2 separate regions of the Mus musculus genome follow, and region 2 is linked to region 1. Evidence: chromatin contacts called from public HiChIP or PLAC-seq data. All regions are on one chromosome and are shown on one strand. The core of a region is the stretch at or near the end of the contact, and the rest is flanking DNA. Distances in the headings are between cores, read along the strand shown.

Evidence for each region. HiChIP or PLAC-seq counts read pairs in DNA pulled down with a chosen protein or histone mark.
Region 2: a contact with region 1 is called in an H3K27ac HiChIP or PLAC-seq map of hepatocytes, with 3 times the contacts expected there. The contact joins the enhancer-like site here to the promoter of Ctsb in region 1. A contact is called at or near these places in 1 of 484 Hi-C or Micro-C datasets (cortical neurons), 4 of 115 datasets of contacts at active chromatin or transcription factors (embryonic stem cells, hepatocytes, intestinal villus epithelium and 1 more) and 3 of 9 other capture datasets (adipose tissue, liver and pancreatic islet).

The regions. Positions count from the first base shown.
Region 1 is chr14:63,120,496-63,125,436 of GRCm38.p6, forward strand. It overlaps Ctsb (cathepsin B), which reads left to right and starts at 1,967. Exons shown (of 10, transcript NM_007798.3): 1 at 1,967-2,070.
Region 2 is chr14:63,208,092-63,213,032 of GRCm38.p6, forward strand. The region is part of intron 2 of Gata4 (GATA binding protein 4); the gene reads right to left. Among named protein-coding and RNA genes, the nearest start is that of Neil2, 17 kb to the left of the region's middle. Within about 2 kb of position 2,385, at least 8 of the 459 cell types and tissues checked have an H3K27ac peak or open chromatin away from gene starts, as enhancers often do. A contact at or near this core is called in hepatocytes and liver, where this site is marked.

The sequences.
Region 1 (4,941 bases), core at 717-3,216:
GGCTGTGTAGGAAGCACTTTTGCCAGCTGAGCCATCAAACTGATGCTGCGGTCTTGAACTTTGACCTTTCTGCTTCCATCTCATAGTGAGAACCACGATGCCAGGTTTATGGAGGGCTAGGGATGGAACCCAGAACTCTAAGCATACAAGTCAGGATAACTCTACCAGTTGAACTATATTCACAGCCCTGTATGTTGGTCATTTGAGACAGGGTCTCCTGTAGCCCAGGTTGGATTTGAATGTGCTGTGTAGCTCAGATTGACCCTATAGCCCCCAAATTTCCCAAGTGTTAGGACTACGGGTTTATCTCACATGTGACTGCTTATCATTGTTTCGCTTCAGAAGCCTCTCCTTTATTAACACACTGTGATAATGCATGTGTAGCCCTCAGCTCATCTGAGGCGCTATAAAGGAAGGATTTACTACGGTCTATGTGTCCAGGGGGAAGATGATCTATGAAACACTGATGTGCAGGCTGGACTCTGCAGCTGTCTGGACAGGCTGGGGTGAGCAGGCAGTGATATGGGAATATTCTAACATTTTAAAATGAAGCCTTTTTCAGCACCACTGAAGTCAGCCCAAGCCAGGTACTTCTGGGTTCTTGTCTCTCAGTTTTGAGGAAGGAAATTCATGGACCACAGAAGGTGAGTTTTAGGAAGGTGGGAAGGACTGTAGGGAGCTGAAGGGAGAGAAAGAAGGCAAAGGTCTTGAGCAGCCCGTGGGGTCCCTGGAGGGAGTCGGATCCCATCCTGGAGCCCCCCAAAGCCTGGGGGTTAATAGGACTGTAGCCTTTAGTGGGATGGAGGCAGGAAGAAGGTTGAGCTAGCTGGTCAGTCCAGTTTTCATTCCAGGTGTTGAAGTCATTTCAGTTTGGGTCACAGCCTCAGTATGGCTTCCAGGAAAGGTCACTCCTTTGTGGAAAAGACTTGAAGACCCCCTTCCTGGCAGCCAGAGACACTTTTGGCTTAGACACTTAAACATCTCTAGCTCCTGCCAAGGGCCAGGCTCTGGGCATGTCAGAGGACATTTTGGGCTTTTAGCCAAGAAAGGCTGCTCATTTTTGTTTGGACTTTTTACCCTAAAATAAGCAGCCAGTTTCTACCTGTTGTCAGCAGCTGGGACAGCTGGCCTTGGACAGATGGCCATGGACCTGCCTTTCCGCAAGTTTTCTGAGTTCTTCCTGTATTCCACTTAACTGGGGTTCAGTAACTACACTTCCACTCCTGTCCTTAACTGGGAGCCTACCAATAGAACCTTGGAATCCACTAGATCCAAACCTTTCTTATCGTCACAAGCCTGGCTACAAGATACCATGCTGACATGAGGCCATTCCTATATTACAGGATAGACCTAAGGATTGGAGAGATCTGAGGGTGCTCGACCCTGGGGTGGGGGTGGGGGTATGCTATGACCTGTCAGATCAACTAGGTCAGCCAGCTTCTCACTGGCTAGCTTACCACACAAGATGGGGGGAGGTTCATATGGCCTGGCAGGAGTTCTGAATTTCATAACATGCCTTGGACAAAATTCATGGGGTTTTGGTTTCTCTCTTTCTTTTTAAACTAGGGATCGAACCCAGGGCCTTGGGCTTGGTAAGTAAGAGCTCTACTTCTGGGCTACAATCCCAGCCCAGTTCTAGTTTTTGGTTGCTTCCCTTGGTTTGAGTATTTCTACGCCATTATAGTCTGAGCTTCAGAATATAAGGCCAGGAGGCTCCTCCAGACATTTCCAGGTCCCCGAGCCAGCGGGGCCTTCCCGAGGAATGCATGTCACGAAGATGTTGTATCTTCCCAGTGCAGGGTACCTGCAGAGGTCCCTGGAGAGCATCTCTGTGCGAAATGGAAAGAGAGCAGACAAACCACCAGTTTCTTTTGGGTTTAACACAGCTTGCAGAGTCCCGGGATGAAGGGGGAGGGGCCGGCAGGGGCGGGGGCGCGGTCAAGCATCACGTGACGAATCAGCCCCCAGCGGAGGGCGGAGCTGCGCGGGTACTTAGGAGTGCACGGGAGAGGCCAGGAGCGGCTCCGTTTGGCTTGGTGGCTGCAGGCCCAGGCTGTCGCGCTGCGCTCGGTGAGTTTGCCCGGGGCACAGTGGCTCCATGGCGGAAGTCACTTTGGCTGGGGTCGGGGGAGCGGGCTGAGCAGCGGTGGTGGAGACAGGCCCTTCACTTGCCCAGGGCGCAGGCGCGGTTCCTCCGCGGCCCTAGATGCTGCTCGCCCTGGCGGATCGCGGTCTTAGGCTCCCGCAGGCTAGACCGGCAGAGCTCCAGCTTTCACGCTTTAGGGCCGAGCCTGGTGACCCCGCGGTGATCGGCTTCTTTCCAGTGGCCTTGGCGCACTTCAAGGGCGGAGGTGGGGACTTCGGGGAGCTCCGAGGGAGGAGCTTAAAGGGAAGGGTTCAGCTCTGGCCCTTCCAGCTCGCAGATTGCAAGTCTCAGGGGTGCTCAGGGCGAGTATCGACCTGCATCTAGTGCAGGTTTGTGGCTTATTCTAAAGAATCTGCCCCGGGAACTTTTCCACACACAAACCCACGCAGTGCCTGGCACCCTAAAAGACCTGTTCTATTGAGAATGGGAACCTGGTAGTGGGTGGCTGGGGTGGAACCTGCACGAAGAGTTAAACCGAGAAACAGGAAGAGAAGCAGAGCTAAAGGATAGGGGCTCTCCCAGAACCTTTCTCTGGAGGGGAATGGCCAATGTGATGGAGGAAAGGTACTTGCAGGACAGCCTCCTTCAGTCAGGGCCCTGCTAGCCGGGAGAGATAGCATCCTCTCCCAGAGTGCTGGGCGTGCGGACCAAGAGATAGGTAAATTGGACTTGGTCCCCTAGGGCCCAAGAGTAAAGGACTAAAACCCATCCGCACCTTACCTCCACCTAACCAGATCCCCTCACGTGTTTGGGAAGGGAGATAAATTGTGGGATTGAAAGGGAAGTTTAACTCCTTTTAGTGTCTCGGGAAGACTGATCTCCAGGTGCTTCCTGTGAGGGACTGCTGTGGAGGTATGGTCTGCAGTCCCCGGATTCAGAGTAGCATTTGCAAAATGTTGGTGAAGGTGTCATCTTTGTTCGAAGCCGTTCAGGGGACAGTTGTTTCCCATAGGCTCTGGCCATGGTGACCTAAAACTCCAGAGTCCCCAGAGCCATACCAGAGCAAGGCAATCACGGCACTTGGAAGGCTGAGGCAGGAGAATCGCTGTGCATTGGAAACCAGCCTGGGCTATGTAATGGATTCCACAACAGTGGGACTACAGAGGGAAACGGTTTCATTTCTTAATCCCTCCTTCCTTCCTTAAAAAAAAAAAAAACTCATGCTTAAAAGAAGGTGGAGGAAAATGACCTCTGCTCCTTTAAAGCCACGTGACCCAGGCCTACGGGACTGCTAGTGGGGTGGGGCGAGCCGGGCCCACGCCTGTGCTTCACCAGCCCAGGTGCCAGCAGAGATTTCCAGCATTCCCCTTGACGTTGGCCTAAATGTTTTCAGACTAGTCAGGCAGTGGAGGGTTGGCGCTCTTGGCTCCAGGTTGAAACTGTTCCCTGGAGGTGCTGGCTCAGCATTCTAGGCTACGGCCCTTTTATGGTATGGGTAGAAACCTTTAGATATAGGAGTCTCCGGTTGGCCACTGACTTTTGATGTACTGATGTAAGGAAAATATTAGCTATGTGTGAGGTGGAACTCTATGCAGTAGAACTTTTGAAAATCAAAAGGGAAACCAGGAACTTGAGTATGATTGGTGTGAAGGGTTGTGGTGGGGCCTCTAGGTAAGGTGAGGTGTACAAAGGTCTCTATTGCCTTTGCTTAGTTAACATATCCCTGCTCTGGTACTCTGCAGGAGCTGCCTACGGAAGGGTGGGAGAAGGATCAATCTGGAGTCCTTTTGTTGCTTATTTTCCACCCAGCACTGAACATGGTGGAAGTTCTAGGGGTGGAGTTCTGCCTCCCTCGCACTGATATCCAACCCAGAGCCTCGTGCATCCTAATCATGCAGTCTGCCACTCTATCATACCCAGCCAGCTTTAACCAGTCTCCTCCCTCCGCTAGCCCTCTCAGTTTTTTGAGGCAGGTTTTACCCTACTGTAGGACAGTTTTGCCTCAACCTCCTGAATGCTAGGGTTACAAACAATAGCTAATGCTCCTGGGTTAGGCCATATTTTTATTTTATTTTATTTATTTATTTATTTATTTATTTGTTTATTTATTTATTTTGAGAACAGGGGTGTGTAGTAGTTGTGGCTAGCCTGGAACTAACTGGCTATGTAGACCAGGATGGCCGGGGCATGATGGGGTACACAAACTCAGAGATAAATCTGCCTCTGCCTCCCCCGTGCTGGGATTAACTGGGATTAAAACCGTGGGCCACCACCTAGCAATCCTTTCATTTTTACCTTCAAGCCTGAACCCCCCTTCCTGCAGACCTGAGGCCTTCCAGGCTCAGGTTTGGGGTAGAAGTGGGTGGCTCCTCTTTGGTGGGTCTTGCTTGGTTGGGGTCGGTTTGGCTCCAGGACTTGCTTTGTCTGTCACAGGGACTTTGACAGCTGTTGCTTTCCTTATTCTTTCCTACTTCTGCACTTGAGATACCATGTCTAAGTATTGGTTTATGTAACTTATAGTGTGTTCACTTATTGTTCACTCAGTTGATAAGATTTGTTGGTGTTGACTGATACCTGTAGATTTAACAGTTATTTTAATTTGTTGGGGACAGGTGGCAGTGTGACAGGGGCTTCATGTATCCCAGCTAACTCACCACATAGGAGAGGATGGCTTTGAACTCCTGATCTTCCTGCCCACTTCCCAAGTGCTGAGATTACAGGTGTGCACCCTGTCAGGCCAGCGAGCTTAGTTTATTAGTCTTCTTTTTCTTCATTTATTTGAGACAGGGCTATGTAAACCAGGCTGGCCTTGAGCTCACAGAGATTCACCCGCCTTTGCCGCCTGAGTGCTGGGA
Region 2 (4,941 bases), core at 1,135-3,634, 88 kb after region 1:
CATGGGTATTTTATTTTTTAAAAAAGACTTGTTTTGTGTGTATAAGCACTTTGCCTACATGAATGTATATGTACCATGTGTGTGCCTAGTACCTGCAAAGATGAAAAGGCATCAAACCCCCTGGAACTAGAGTTACTGATGGTTGGGAGCTACCGTGTGGATTCTGGGAACCGAACCCTGTTACTCTGCAAGAGCAACAAAGTGCTCTTACTCACTGTGATGTCTCTCCAGCCCCTATAGGGAAACCTCAAGTGATTAATACAAAGGCGATGTAATGGAGGTGCAAGATGCTGACTCTGACTTGCAAAATGAGAAACAGAACATGCAAGGTGCCCTGCAGCATGGTGGCAACAGAGGCGGCCAGAAAGCAGCTTTGCTGGGACTAATTGTGGGGGCTTCTCTTTTCAGGAAAGCGCTGCTCTATGACATCATAACTTCTTTTTAAAATTCTCATTTTGAAAGAGAAGAAATATGATTCCCAAGCAAGCACCACCTGGGTTGGGGGAGCTTTTTATGCTCTTATGTAGGACACAGAAATAAATCCCCCTTCCCTCTGAGCTGAGGAACTGGAAGAATGCAGCCCATCTCTGCTACTTAGTACTTACTCTGGGGGAGAATGGGTGCCCCAGCTACGATCCACAAGTCAGTACTTCTTACTCTTTACCCCATAAAGTGCAGGGTGTACCTTCCCAGAGGGCAAGTTGAGGGCTCAGCCGTGGCTCCAGCCTGTGACAGCCTGCCTAACACTCCCACCCCTCCCCAGTACAGGTTTGGTCCTCCCACTGGGGGGCGGGGCAGTGGGAATTGACCCTAGAGAGTGGGTCAGCATCTCCCTCTGAGATGAGATAGACTCTGAGAGGATAGTCTTGTAATAATAGCTGCAAAGCATTTTGCAAACAAGAGAGAAAATGTCCAACAATGGCTGTGGAGTGCTCTGTAAACACCCAGTGGGATACCGATGATGGATTATCCTGAGGTTGGGGCAGAGGGGCAGGGGGCAGGGAAGGCAAGGGACAGAGGAACTAGGGAGAAGTTGAGGACACACACGAAAGAGAAGACTTAGAAATCTGATGCTTTCTCTAGGCATAGATGAGGCCAGACTTAGAGTCATAGATATCCTAACTCCTTTGAAGCTGCAGGCTATGAACATTGGAAGCAAAAGTTAACAGTATATATGTAGGAATTCTCAAAGTTGCTGTTTGTAGGAAATGGGAAATTCTTTCCTAATCTCAGAGACAGGCACCTAACTCCTCCTTAACACCCTATGCCCTACTTTAAACATGTTTCTTTCAAATGGGAATACATTGCCACAGGATGGATATTCCTAGAAACTATGGCAAGTTACAGCCACCCACATGCCTGGAAGGAAAATGGGGCCCTGACTTCTTGAAGCTAATACAATTAAAGGTAGGGACTCAACCTACCCCTACCTGTCTATTCATCCTGTGGAACTCACCCATAAGGCTCGGCAAATCACAGGAAGCAAATGTGGACCGGAAGAAGGACAGGAGGAGGAGAAAAGGAGAGAGGAAGAGAAGAAAACCAGGTCATGCCAGCAGCACCCTTCTGGGCACCGTGAAGAGTAGGGTTTGTCTCTTGACCTTTGAGAAACAATCCCAAGTAGCTGATGCCGCATTGCCAATTTGCACTTTGAGGGTCACACAGGCCCTAACCTGCTGTGGGTGAGTCCTTCCATCTTTCATCTGTTGGTGGAGAACAGAGTCAGAGACAAAGCCCATGCTGGAGGGACATTAGCTCCATGCTCGGGTGTCTACTTGATGTGATCTCTTCTGGACGTCTGCAGCTCAAACCTTCACCTTCTGTCTGCTATATACTGACTGCCCCCCACCCCCACCCCCCGGGCAAGTGCTGAACACACAGGCTTGGGAGAAAAATTGGAGCAAAATCTCTTTCCAAAGGTGCATTGACCCAGCTGAGAACACACAGCTCAAAGCAAATAATTCTATTAAATATGGCAGACTGCCATGAATCTGGCCTTCAGTACCCTCTCTCCACTTCTGTTGTCCTACATCACTGTGCCATGTATTCAAAGAGGGGTGACACACCATGCAGTGATCATGTCCATGCCCAAGGTAGCTAGCTATCAGGAAAAGAGCCAGAAGGAGAAGAGAATCCAAAAAGGAGAATCTTTGTGTGGGAGGGGAACAGGGTAGACACAGCCTGAACTGAATGCAAGGGACTTTTCCCTGGGCTTGGGGGGGCTTCAGGAGTGGGAATTCCACAGCCCCACCCAAACATCCCATGCTGAACTCCAGTCTCACACACAGTCAAAGTTTAGTACATTGGATTTCCTGACAGGCCACACTCAGTCTATCCCTGTGGCTGGCGCCTGGATCTGGGGAATAGGAAACAAACAAACCCCAGGGTTTTTCTGGCAACAGCTGAGCAAGCTTTAGCCCTCTGGGCTTTCTCAGGCGGCAGCAGAAGCCTGTGACAGGAGGCTGGCTGGCCAGGAGGGCCACTGCTCCTATGGTGCTCAAATGGGATTAAAGCACCTATTTTAGAAACTCAGAGAGTGTGGATCATAAGTAGTTACACAGCTAGGCCTTGGGCATATACCCTGTGAAGGCCTCCTTAACCTCTACTTCTGTGCAGGGACGCTTTAATGCCAGTGTCCATGTGGGACAAGCCTCAGGCCTATAGGGACTCTAAAACGTGACTCAGGTTCTGAAACAGCATATATGGGCAAGGATGTTCTAGATGGAAAGGAGGGAAGAAGGGAGGGAGAGATAAAACATCATCCCAGTGAAGAGGACATGTGGTGGTTTGTATACGCTTGGCCCAGTGAGGGGCGCCATTAGGAGGTGTGGCCTTGTTGGAGGAAGTGTGCCGCTGTGGGGGTGGGCTTAGGGAGCTTCTTCCTAGCTGCCTAAGGATGCCAGTCTCCTCCTTGTGGCCTTCAGATCAAGATGTAGAACCCTTTGCTTCTCCTCTAGCACTGTGTGGGCCTGGACACTACCATGCTTCCTGCCATGATGTTAACAGACTGATCCTCTGAATGTGTAAGTCAGCCCCTATGAAATGTTGTCCTTTATAAGAGTTGCCTTGATCATGGTGTCTCATCATAGCAATGGAAATCCTAATTAAGACAGGAAGGAAAGAAAAGAGGGAAGGGGAGAGGGGGAATTAGACAGGAAAGTTGAAGAACAGATGACTAAAGAGAGTATCTTCGGCTTTTTGTCAAGAGCTAATACTCAGAGGCCTCACATACTATAAGTAGGCATGGTCCTGCCACTCTATTTCCTCTGAGAACCAGAAGTTCTTCCCTCAGAAAGTCCCACAGTCTCAACTACCTACTACTCCTGCTCCTACCTGGCCTGTCACTGTTGAGTCAGTGTTAGAGGTCAGCCCAGGGTAAGGAGCAACTGAGGGATGGTTTGTAGAAATGGCTTGAAAAACAGGCATCATTTGCTAACTACTGATCTTGTGACTTTTGGCCCTGACCCAACCCTTTCTGGCTGTTATGTGAAGCTTATTCTCAACAGAATGTGTTAGCAACAGAGCCAAGAAGAGTCCAGGACCCAAACATGCTGTCTTCCCAGCATGTCTGGTCTCCAAAGCTTTAGGGGCAACTACGTGTCATTGCCCTGAAGTGTAGCCACTAGAAGAATGCTTCCCAGCCTCTATCACTGTTGTGAGCAGACCTTCCAGAATATGATGAGAACAGGCTTCCATGCAGAGTGCAGGATCCACCATAAAGCCCCGGAAGAATACTTGTGCCTCAGCAACGATTCTGTCCTAGACAACTGTGCTCTGCAGCTTGGGCCTTTGCAAGTACCATGGTAACAAACCCCACAACTTCCTTTGTCCCAGCCAGACCCTCCCAGATAAGGTGTTCAATGGATGCTCAGAATATGGTTCAGTAAATCCCGCCATCACCGTGTCTCCTGTGGTGACACGCCAGAGCTCTCCAGGCTTTAGGTTAGCAGCCATTAGCTTGGCTGCACCCATAGAGTCCTGATGAATGAACAAGCAAAAGCCTTGCTGGATTCTGCCCCATGGTGCCCTCTCTTCCCTCCACCTGGCTGTCTGACAGCTCTGCAGCTCCTCCCTCCTTCCCACATGTGGGCTCACGGGTGGTGGGGCGCCTGGAGACTACTACAGCAAAGGTGGACCTAAAAGCAAGCAGTGAAGGACGAGCATCTTCATGAACCTTCAGAGGAAATCAAGGTCTAGAGAAGAAGACACATGACCTGAGAGTGCCACTCCCAGGAAGGCCAGTGACCTAACCCTGCCCTCCCCCACACCACACTGCTGCCCTCTGGGTCATTCCATCTGTAGCGCTCTGCACACAACATGAACTCAATCTACACTGACCCATGGGGCTCCACAAAGATCTGAACCTTCTCCAAGTGTCTCCTGGGGCACCCAGGAGGGTGATACAGATTTGACTGGACTCTGTCCCTAGTCACAGTGATACTGGTCTAAGAGAGTTATCTCCGCAGCACGAGAGGTTAGCAAGAACACACCTGTACACATGTGTACAAAACTGTGCATGCACATGTAACTAACATGGATGTGTACCTGTGGGAAAGAGCACCACGTCGCATAACCACGACTCCAATAATTCCCTGGAAAATTCTCCAAAGGAAAAATATTTATTTTAAATATCTTCATGGCAAAATACTGAAAATGACCTAACTGCTCAGTGATCAGGAGGAAGAAAAAGAAATTTCAGTCAAGAAATAAAAATTGGAGTAGTGTTAAGAAAAATAAGTTATATTAGAAATATTAAGATTTCCTTCCTCAAACATGATTTAAAGTAATTAAATGGGCAAGCAACTCAATAAGTCTTCTTAGCATGCGAAGGATGGGAGATGTCTACTCCACCCTGCCCCCATTTAATAATTCCTTGGATAGTCACGTCTCAAAATAGATGGAAGGAGCCAGTCGTGATGGTGCACACCTGTAATCCCAGCA